2 separate regions of the Gossypium hirsutum genome follow, and region 1 is linked to region 2. A link is a contact called in public Hi-C data. All regions are on one chromosome and are shown on one strand. Each heading gives the region's core, a stretch centred on a gene start, on an enhancer-like site or on the middle of the called end of the contact. The rest is flanking DNA. Distances are from core to core; before and after follow the strand shown. Region 1 holds the start of LOC107916071 (protein SRG1). Region 2 holds the start of LOC107916037 (E3 ubiquitin-protein ligase Topors).

Region 1 (4,054 bases), core at 926-3,425, 430 kb before region 2:
CATATGTCATATGAATATATGGAATTCTGCTTTGTGGTTTATTTTGGTGTTAACAATTGAGTCATTTCAGCTTAGAAGTCATCCATCACAACTTGCTTCCCTCACACCTATAGAAATAATATATATTATATGCACATTAAAATACATGCATATAAAAATCATTGAGCGTGGGCTCTCCTGTCTTTGCCACTAAGCAAAAAAGGGGTTCTCTTTTCCCTTGAACAATGGAACACCCATGGTATTTTGTTGGATTTTCTGTTTGATTCCTTCACTAATATGATTGCCATGTTTCTTTGCTTATCATGAATCTGATGAGAGAAACAGTAAAAAGTGGCATCTTTTTCCTGCTTTACTTATCGGGGTTAATCCGTAATTTTGACCCCAAACTATACACATTTTATTTTGTACTTCAACTTGTATTTCCTTAGCAGATTACTCTAATGGGCTTACACAATTAGATGTGACATGATTGATGAATACTGAGCTTAATACATTTGATTTACTTGTTTGATGACAATAAAGTTCGGGTATTTCTTTCTTTAGATACCAGGTCATTATTATTTCATCAATCAGCTTGCAGGTACTAATTTGAAAATGTTGTTTAGAGACAAAGCACACAATTTGACAAGAAAGCTTTACTAAACAAAGGTCCCACCAAGCTTCCATAAGCTGATATGCATTTGGGAAAACTTTGTTACAGAAGAAACAGCGCAGTCCACCATGATAGAAGCTCATTTCTTACAGTTAAATAGTACAAGAATAGTGATCTAGGGGGGGGGAGACCAAAGTGGAATCCTTGTTAATTCGAGGTCTTGGATTGGATCTTTGCGAAATCCAGGGTTCTTTTGCCTTGCAACTTGTTGGTTACGTAATGTTTACTGTACTCTCCATGATTGTATCTTCTGTATCTGCATGGATTCTTCTCATCCACCAGTTCTGCCATTGGACCAAGTTCTGTGTCATAGCTTGGAGCATAGAAAGTGACGATTGAAAGGCGGTCTCTCTCTTTGTGAGTTACTGCTCTATGCTCCACACTCTTGTATTTTCCATTTGTAAGAACCTGTACAACAAGAGATTTCAGAACTGATATTGGAACATTGTTATTAACAGAGTGTTTACCCATAATGGTTCCGGGTTTCTTACTTCTAGAGTGTCACCGATGTTGATGGCTAGTGCATTTGGAATAGGCTGAACAGGCACCCACGTTTGGCCCTTAAGGATTTGAAGACCAACTGAGCTATCTTTTCCCTGCTGCAACACTGTAAGGGCACTTCCATCTGAATGTGGACTAAGGCCCAAAACAAGGTCAGGTCTTGAACATGGAGGATAATAATTCATCCTTACTGCTTGCACAGCCACTCCGAACATTTCTTCAAAAACATCCCCTTTTAGTCCAAGGCTCACTGCTATATACTTCAGAAGTGTCTTGCAAAGTTTCCTCACTTCTCTTGAATAAATTTCTAAAGTTTCTCTGAAAAACAAAAAAGAGAGTTACATCTGTATACTTCAAGGTTCATATTTAGTGTTATTTGTGATTACCTGAAGTTAACTGGTTTTGATGGCCAGAGTTTTGGGTTCCTTATACAAGGTGGCTCAACACCAAGAGCAAACATATTGCACCAATCCAACTTCTGGTTCTCTGAGATCACAAAAGCTTGACCATAGCCCTGAACTGTCCCTGGAGCCATTGGATACTTTTGTTTCTCCTGTAAAGGTAACATGAAGAAATCCTTGGCTACGTTTTCAATGTCTTCAACAACATTCAGATCAATCCCATGGTTCAGTACCTGAAATGCAATCAGTCATTAACTTCCATACTTCAAACAAAACAAAGACAATCTGACTGTTTTAGTACCTGGAAAAATCCCCATTCTTCACAGGCAGTTTTAAGCTGCATAACTTCATCTTTGTCTGTTTTCACGAGCTTAGAAAGATCAATGATGGGAATGTCAAGAGATGATGATAGATTTGGAACAACTTTTGGCCTATCAGCCATGTCTCTGATAAATCTTTCAGGAACCGTGGCTGGTTTAGCTTTTCTTAGTTCTTGGACATCATCAATATGTCCAACTTTAATTGGTAAACTAGGCACTGGAGCCATGTTATAGAATTGAAAGACTGGTAAATATGTAACCAGATTTACTTGGAAGTTCTCTCAGATGGAGCCTGTATTTATAGACGGAGAAAATCTGTAGTTTTGCACATTATTGTAGTGTTAATGTGAGTTGAGGGGCTAACAGTTGTGTGATGTCACTTTTGTTTTGTAGCCCTCCGAACGAACTTGGTTAAGCCCCCAGGTTGATGAACTTACAGATTGAGTAAATCAGCAGTTGTGCACATTGTATTATTGCAGTGTTAATATGATTTGTGGAGCTAATAGTAGGCTGATTTTGTATTTTATTATAAAAATAATGTATTTTTAAAAATTATGATATTTTTTCAAAAATTGATCTTATCACGATAGGTTCAGTGTTACATGTTAATTCAGTTTAATATTATTATTTTTAAAATTTAAAGTGTGATACATCGTTACATGCATGATAAATAGGATATATGATATAGTGGGATCACATTTTTTAGAGAGAAAATCTAACATATTTTTCTAATAATTTAAGTATCATCATATATTGTTAAATAATTTTATAAAGTAGTCATGATTTTGTGAGTGAAATATTGGACTCTTCAGAATAACAAGTAGTTCGAAGGAGTGAAAATAAATTTTTTTTCTAAACATTTAAACCAAATTCGAATCTTAAAGTCGTCATTATTGATCAAGCTTTATCTAAATATCACATTTGTGATTATACCAAACAAAAAATATTAGATTTTTCATTGCAAAAATCATTGGAACTCCGCTAGACTTGGCTTAGATTTCACCTTGGGTATATGAACCCACTTGGGTAAGCCCAAGGTTCAAAAGTTAGATATTGAAAATCTCAGTTACAAAACCCAAGTCTCCATCAATGCAAACGAAGCTTCAAATTTTCTTCGGATAAGATTGAGACCGACTCTTATCTAAAAAAACTCAAACTCGAGCCACCACATGAACCATCAATGGTCCCTATCTTTACTTCATTTTCATTTGAAAGTGTGGCCCTTACTTTTCCCATTTTGTTAACAGTTCACCATCTGTATTTTCTTTAAGGAAAGAAAAAAACAGGCGTGAATTGCAACAGTTTGATGTGAGAACTCGACACACGGGTAGTCTAAATGGTCACTCTTGAATTGGCCTTTCCCAATCAAGTGACCTGCTTAAATGCTTTCATGTCTTTACATACATACATAGCATAACATGCATGCATGCGTGTTTCTCTGAATTTGTTTGATTGTAAGTTTGCATCAGATGATGAGTGAATGAAATGGAGCTTGTGAAGAAAAGGAAAAGAGTTAAAAAAAAAGGGAGGGGGGGGGGCAATGGAATCTAGTAGTGGGTAAATGGTACACTAAAATTGTGTATCATTAGAGTTTTTTTTCAGACTTAGTGAGTGGCAGTAGTACCCGTAGGGGCCATCTTCATTTTGTGATGAAGTTAACATGTCCCCTTTTCTGCAGACCAATTCTAGTGATGTTTTTTTGTCAATTTGCCTTTGTTTATCCCCCCCTTTTTTTAGTTTTTCATTTTGGTATCTTTAGATCATCCTAACTTAACCTTTTAGGCACTAATACTTTAGTTTTTAGTATAAGTTTTTATAACATTTTTTAACTCTACTTATTCAGATTCAAGTCTGAGTGTCTAAATTTGTAGAGGACGTCCATATTCGAATATGTGCTCAACATGAATCTTCAAAAACAATGATTTAACTTACACTTGTTATTGAAACTTCCTGCATGTTGTTGATCCACATTAACAAGGCTACCAAGTAGCAGCTAGAACTTTTCAACAGGGGTTTGAATGTATCAGCCGCCTTTTATTTCTCATCTTGACTCTATTCTAAATTGATTATAAAGCTCAATTAAACTCATACATGACAAGACTTTAAATAAATACATCATGCAGTTATTTGTACTAAAAATCGATTTGCATTTTATTTTCTTCACTCAAAAAATGGACAAA
Region 2 (3,680 bases), core at 71-2,570:
CCTGAGTTCATGCCAAAACATGTTGGTTCGGTGGTGCAAAAAAGGTTCCAAAGGAGCAAGAAAGTTGTCGTTGACAAAACTGAGCTGTGTCGAAGAGGCGGAAGAGCCATCTTCATGTCTAGAGAAGAGAAGCGAGGACACAACATGAAGAATGATTGATGGATCTGGATCTCCGAGGATAGCCTTAAGCTCCCTTTGAATCCATGGTTCTATTCTTCGCAGTAGTTTCTCTTTCTCAAAATCATTCCTAATCCTAGGAACATTCTGAAAGCAAAGAGATAACGCATCAAAATGATGGAAAATAACCCTTCCTTGCTAATCAAATCCACTAATTTATCATATACGTCACATTTCAAATATATGGAAAAAAAAATGCAAACCTTCAAAGAACTAAACCAGGTAAACCTACCTGCTGAAAACCATTACCATGATATATAGGCACAGCTTGCAGCCGTCGGTTATACACACTGCAAGAGAAACCCTATCAGCCATTTAATCTTAGAATTAGGCAAATATAACTAAATTGGGTCTTCATAAGGTACCTGGCACGCCATTGAAGCTTCCTTTCGGCGATAACATGAGGCGACATAGTCCCGGGTCGCCCAAAAGATCGCCGCCAAGGCAACGGTCTCGTTCTCCGGTTAACATCGTTCATTTCTCTTCTGGTCCTTTCGATGATCCTAACCAAATAATTAAAAAGAAAAAAAAAAGAGTAACCTAAACAATCAACTCTTTTATTCGACTTACAATTAAATAGTCAGATAATCGTTAATCAAAAAAGAAAACTCACCGTCGACGATCAGCTACGGTGGACCGTGGTCGTGGAATAACTGATTTGCAGTCGGAGATAGCAGGTAACTGCTGTTTGAGGTATCTTAGAGAGGAGAGATCGATTTTGTAGAACCAAGAATCGAAGGTGGAATTGCAGAGAGGGCAATTCCTCTTCAAATCGCTCCACTTGTGGATGCAGTCCAAGCAGTAAGCGTGGAAACAAACGGTGAGAACCGCCGCTCCAGGAACGTCGATGGTTCTCAAGCATATGGGACATGTTTTGTCGACGATGGCCGGAGAAATTACTCTTCGTATGAATCTCTGGATGTTCGGTTTCCCCAATGGTTTCGGTGAAGACGAGGGTGAATCCATTTGGGGAAAGAGAAGAGAAAAGAAGTTGGTCTTTAGATCATGGATTTTTATGTTGTCGCTGAAAGGCGGTGTTGCCGTCGTGGGTCGACAAGTCAAACGAAACTCCCAAAAATATATAGGGATAATACAATATTGTCACCTCACATTAGCTTTAGAATTCAATTTGGTGCCTATATCATCTTTTAGGCTTAAATAATGATATGATACTTAAACTATACTTTCTTTTTTCTTTCTCACTAAATTTTGTTTTGCCATAAGTGGTATCTAAATTTTTGTTCGTTATCCAAAATAGTACCTAAACTATACCTTTTTCTTAAGTTGGTACATAAACATATTTATGGTCACAAGTGCTACTTAAACCATACTTCAATACCCAACATGATACCTAAATTATATTTCATTACCCAAATTACTTAATCGTTAAACAAAAATATTTTAACCAACCATTTTGCGACACGTGATACTTTATGTTAAAATAAAATTCAAAGAATATAATTAAATTAAATTATAAAAATATCAAATTAAATTAAATTAAAACTTTTCAATTCCTTTTACACTCTCTCCCTACAATTCTTTTTTTTCTTTTAATTTTTTTCTACCCAGTTTCTACCCAATATTTGGATTTCATTCTTTATTTGTACTTTATTCATTATAGAGATTCATATAACATTAACTATTTTATACAAAGTACATAGAAAAAACAAAAAAAAAGTTATTTTTAAGAAAAATAATAGACAAGTTTTGATCGAGGTTTAAAAATGGAGAAGAAACTCACTAAAATCCGGGTTTTGTCGTCAACTAGGTTTGAATAGGTTTTTCGATGAGTTCTTTATTTTTCCACAATCAGATTTCTTCATTGAAGAACAAAAAAGATAAATATGTTTACAAATTTTAGAAATAATATTTAACTTTTTTGGGAACTTTGTAGTACCATGTGTCACAAAATAATTGGCTAAGAGGGCTTTTTTTAACTACTGAAGTAATTTGGATAATTGAGTATAGTTTAAGTACTACTTTGGGTATTGGAGTATACTTTATATATCACTCGTAACCAAAAAAAATGTTTAGCTATCAACCTGGGAAAATTTTTTATAATTTAGGTACCATTTTGTGGTATAATTTAGGCACCACTCGTCCAAAAAAAAGTTGAAATACCAACTTGAAAAAAAAGAGATATAATTTAAGTACCATTTTGTGGTATAGTTTAGGTACCACTCGACCAAATAAAAGTTGAAATACAAACTTGAAAAAAAACAATATAGTTTAAGTACCATTTTATGGCTTAAGCCTATTTTTTATCATCAAATAGATACATTTTGGCTTCAAATAGCCCAAAATGTTTACTCATTAAATTTTAAAATATATATCATTTAAGGTTAATCTCAAATAAACACTTGTTATCTAATGTGCCATTCTAGATATTTAAGGTAATTTGCTCAAGTCATATTTTAAATAATTATGATATAATCATTAACATTATTTATTATGTTATGATCATTCAACTGTTAATTCTCGTTAAAAAGTGTAACAACAAGTTAATGCGGCAATTAATATGATCTTTTCAGATAAATTCTTTTGTCAAATCATACAACTAAAACAAATTTCATTCTTTTTCTTTTATTCTCCTTTTTTTTTTCTTTATTTTCAATATCTTCTTCTCCCTTTCTTTTTATCTCTTCTCCCTTCATCAGGAAACCTTTAACAAAATTCCAATGTTAAAATTTTATTAAGATGGCCCAAAAGAATCTTATTTTAATGAAGAAAGATACAAGTTCTCTTCTTCTTCCTATGCTATAATGAAATCCAACAAATTAAGTTTTTGATGTTGTATGATGAAATTCCATTGCTCTGAACTAAAATTATTGCCTTTAGATTGAACCTAATCTGTTCCATAAAAGTTCATATCATTATTGATATTAGTCATTGTTAGAATTAAGTGACCCGAATCCTTATTTAAATCAAATACAGTGGTAAAATAAAATAAAAGTAAAATCCCTATAGAATTATATTTATTTTATTTTATTTTTAGAATAAGGTTTTTTAAACTTTATTAAACTCTATCTATTTGATATTGATTAGAATAAGGTGTTTCAATCTTACTACACTCCTATTAGAATATGGTTTTACAAGCCTATAAATAGACATAACCTACTCTTCTTGTAATAATTCGAATTAGACATAGTGAATTTTCTTCTCCTCTGCCCGTGGTTTTTTTTCGAAAGAGTTTCCACGTAAAATCTGTTATTTATTTTTTTTCTTTGTGATATATTGTCATTACCGACATTCTATTTTTACAAATTGGTATCAGAGCTTCCGGGTTGTTCATCTCAATCACGTTAATGGCATCTTTGAAGTATGAAATTCCCCTGTTGGATCGCAACACCATATTTGCGTTGTGGCAGATAAAGATGCAAGCAGTTCTTGCACAGATGGACTTAGAGGAAGCCCTACTAAGGGTAGATAAGATGCCTTCAACATTGACGGTGGAAGAGAAGAAGTGTAAGGATCGAAATGCGTTAACACGGTTACATCTGCAT

The links. A called contact is a pair of places that touch in the nucleus more often than the background predicts.
Region 1: a Hi-C map of leaf shows a contact between it and region 2, with 2.1 times the contacts expected there. The contact joins the promoter of LOC107916071 here to the promoter of LOC107916037 in region 2. A contact is called at or near these places in 2 of 34 Hi-C or Micro-C datasets (both in leaf).

The regions. Positions count from the first base shown.
Region 1 is chrD10:49,379,292-49,383,345 of Gossypium_hirsutum_v2.1, reverse strand. It overlaps LOC107916071 (protein SRG1), which reads right to left and starts at 2,175. Exons shown (of 4, transcript XM_016845240.2): 1 at 1,856-2,175; 2 at 1,540-1,787; 3 at 1,144-1,471; 4 at 635-1,060. The coding sequence starts at 2,101. The coding sequence ends at 800.
Region 2 is chrD10:48,951,968-48,955,647 of Gossypium_hirsutum_v2.1, reverse strand. LOC107916037 (E3 ubiquitin-protein ligase Topors) reads right to left here and starts at 1,320. Exons shown (of 5, transcript XM_016845209.2): 1 at 791-1,320; 2 at 543-680; 3 at 410-467; 4 at 2-264. The coding sequence starts at 1,143.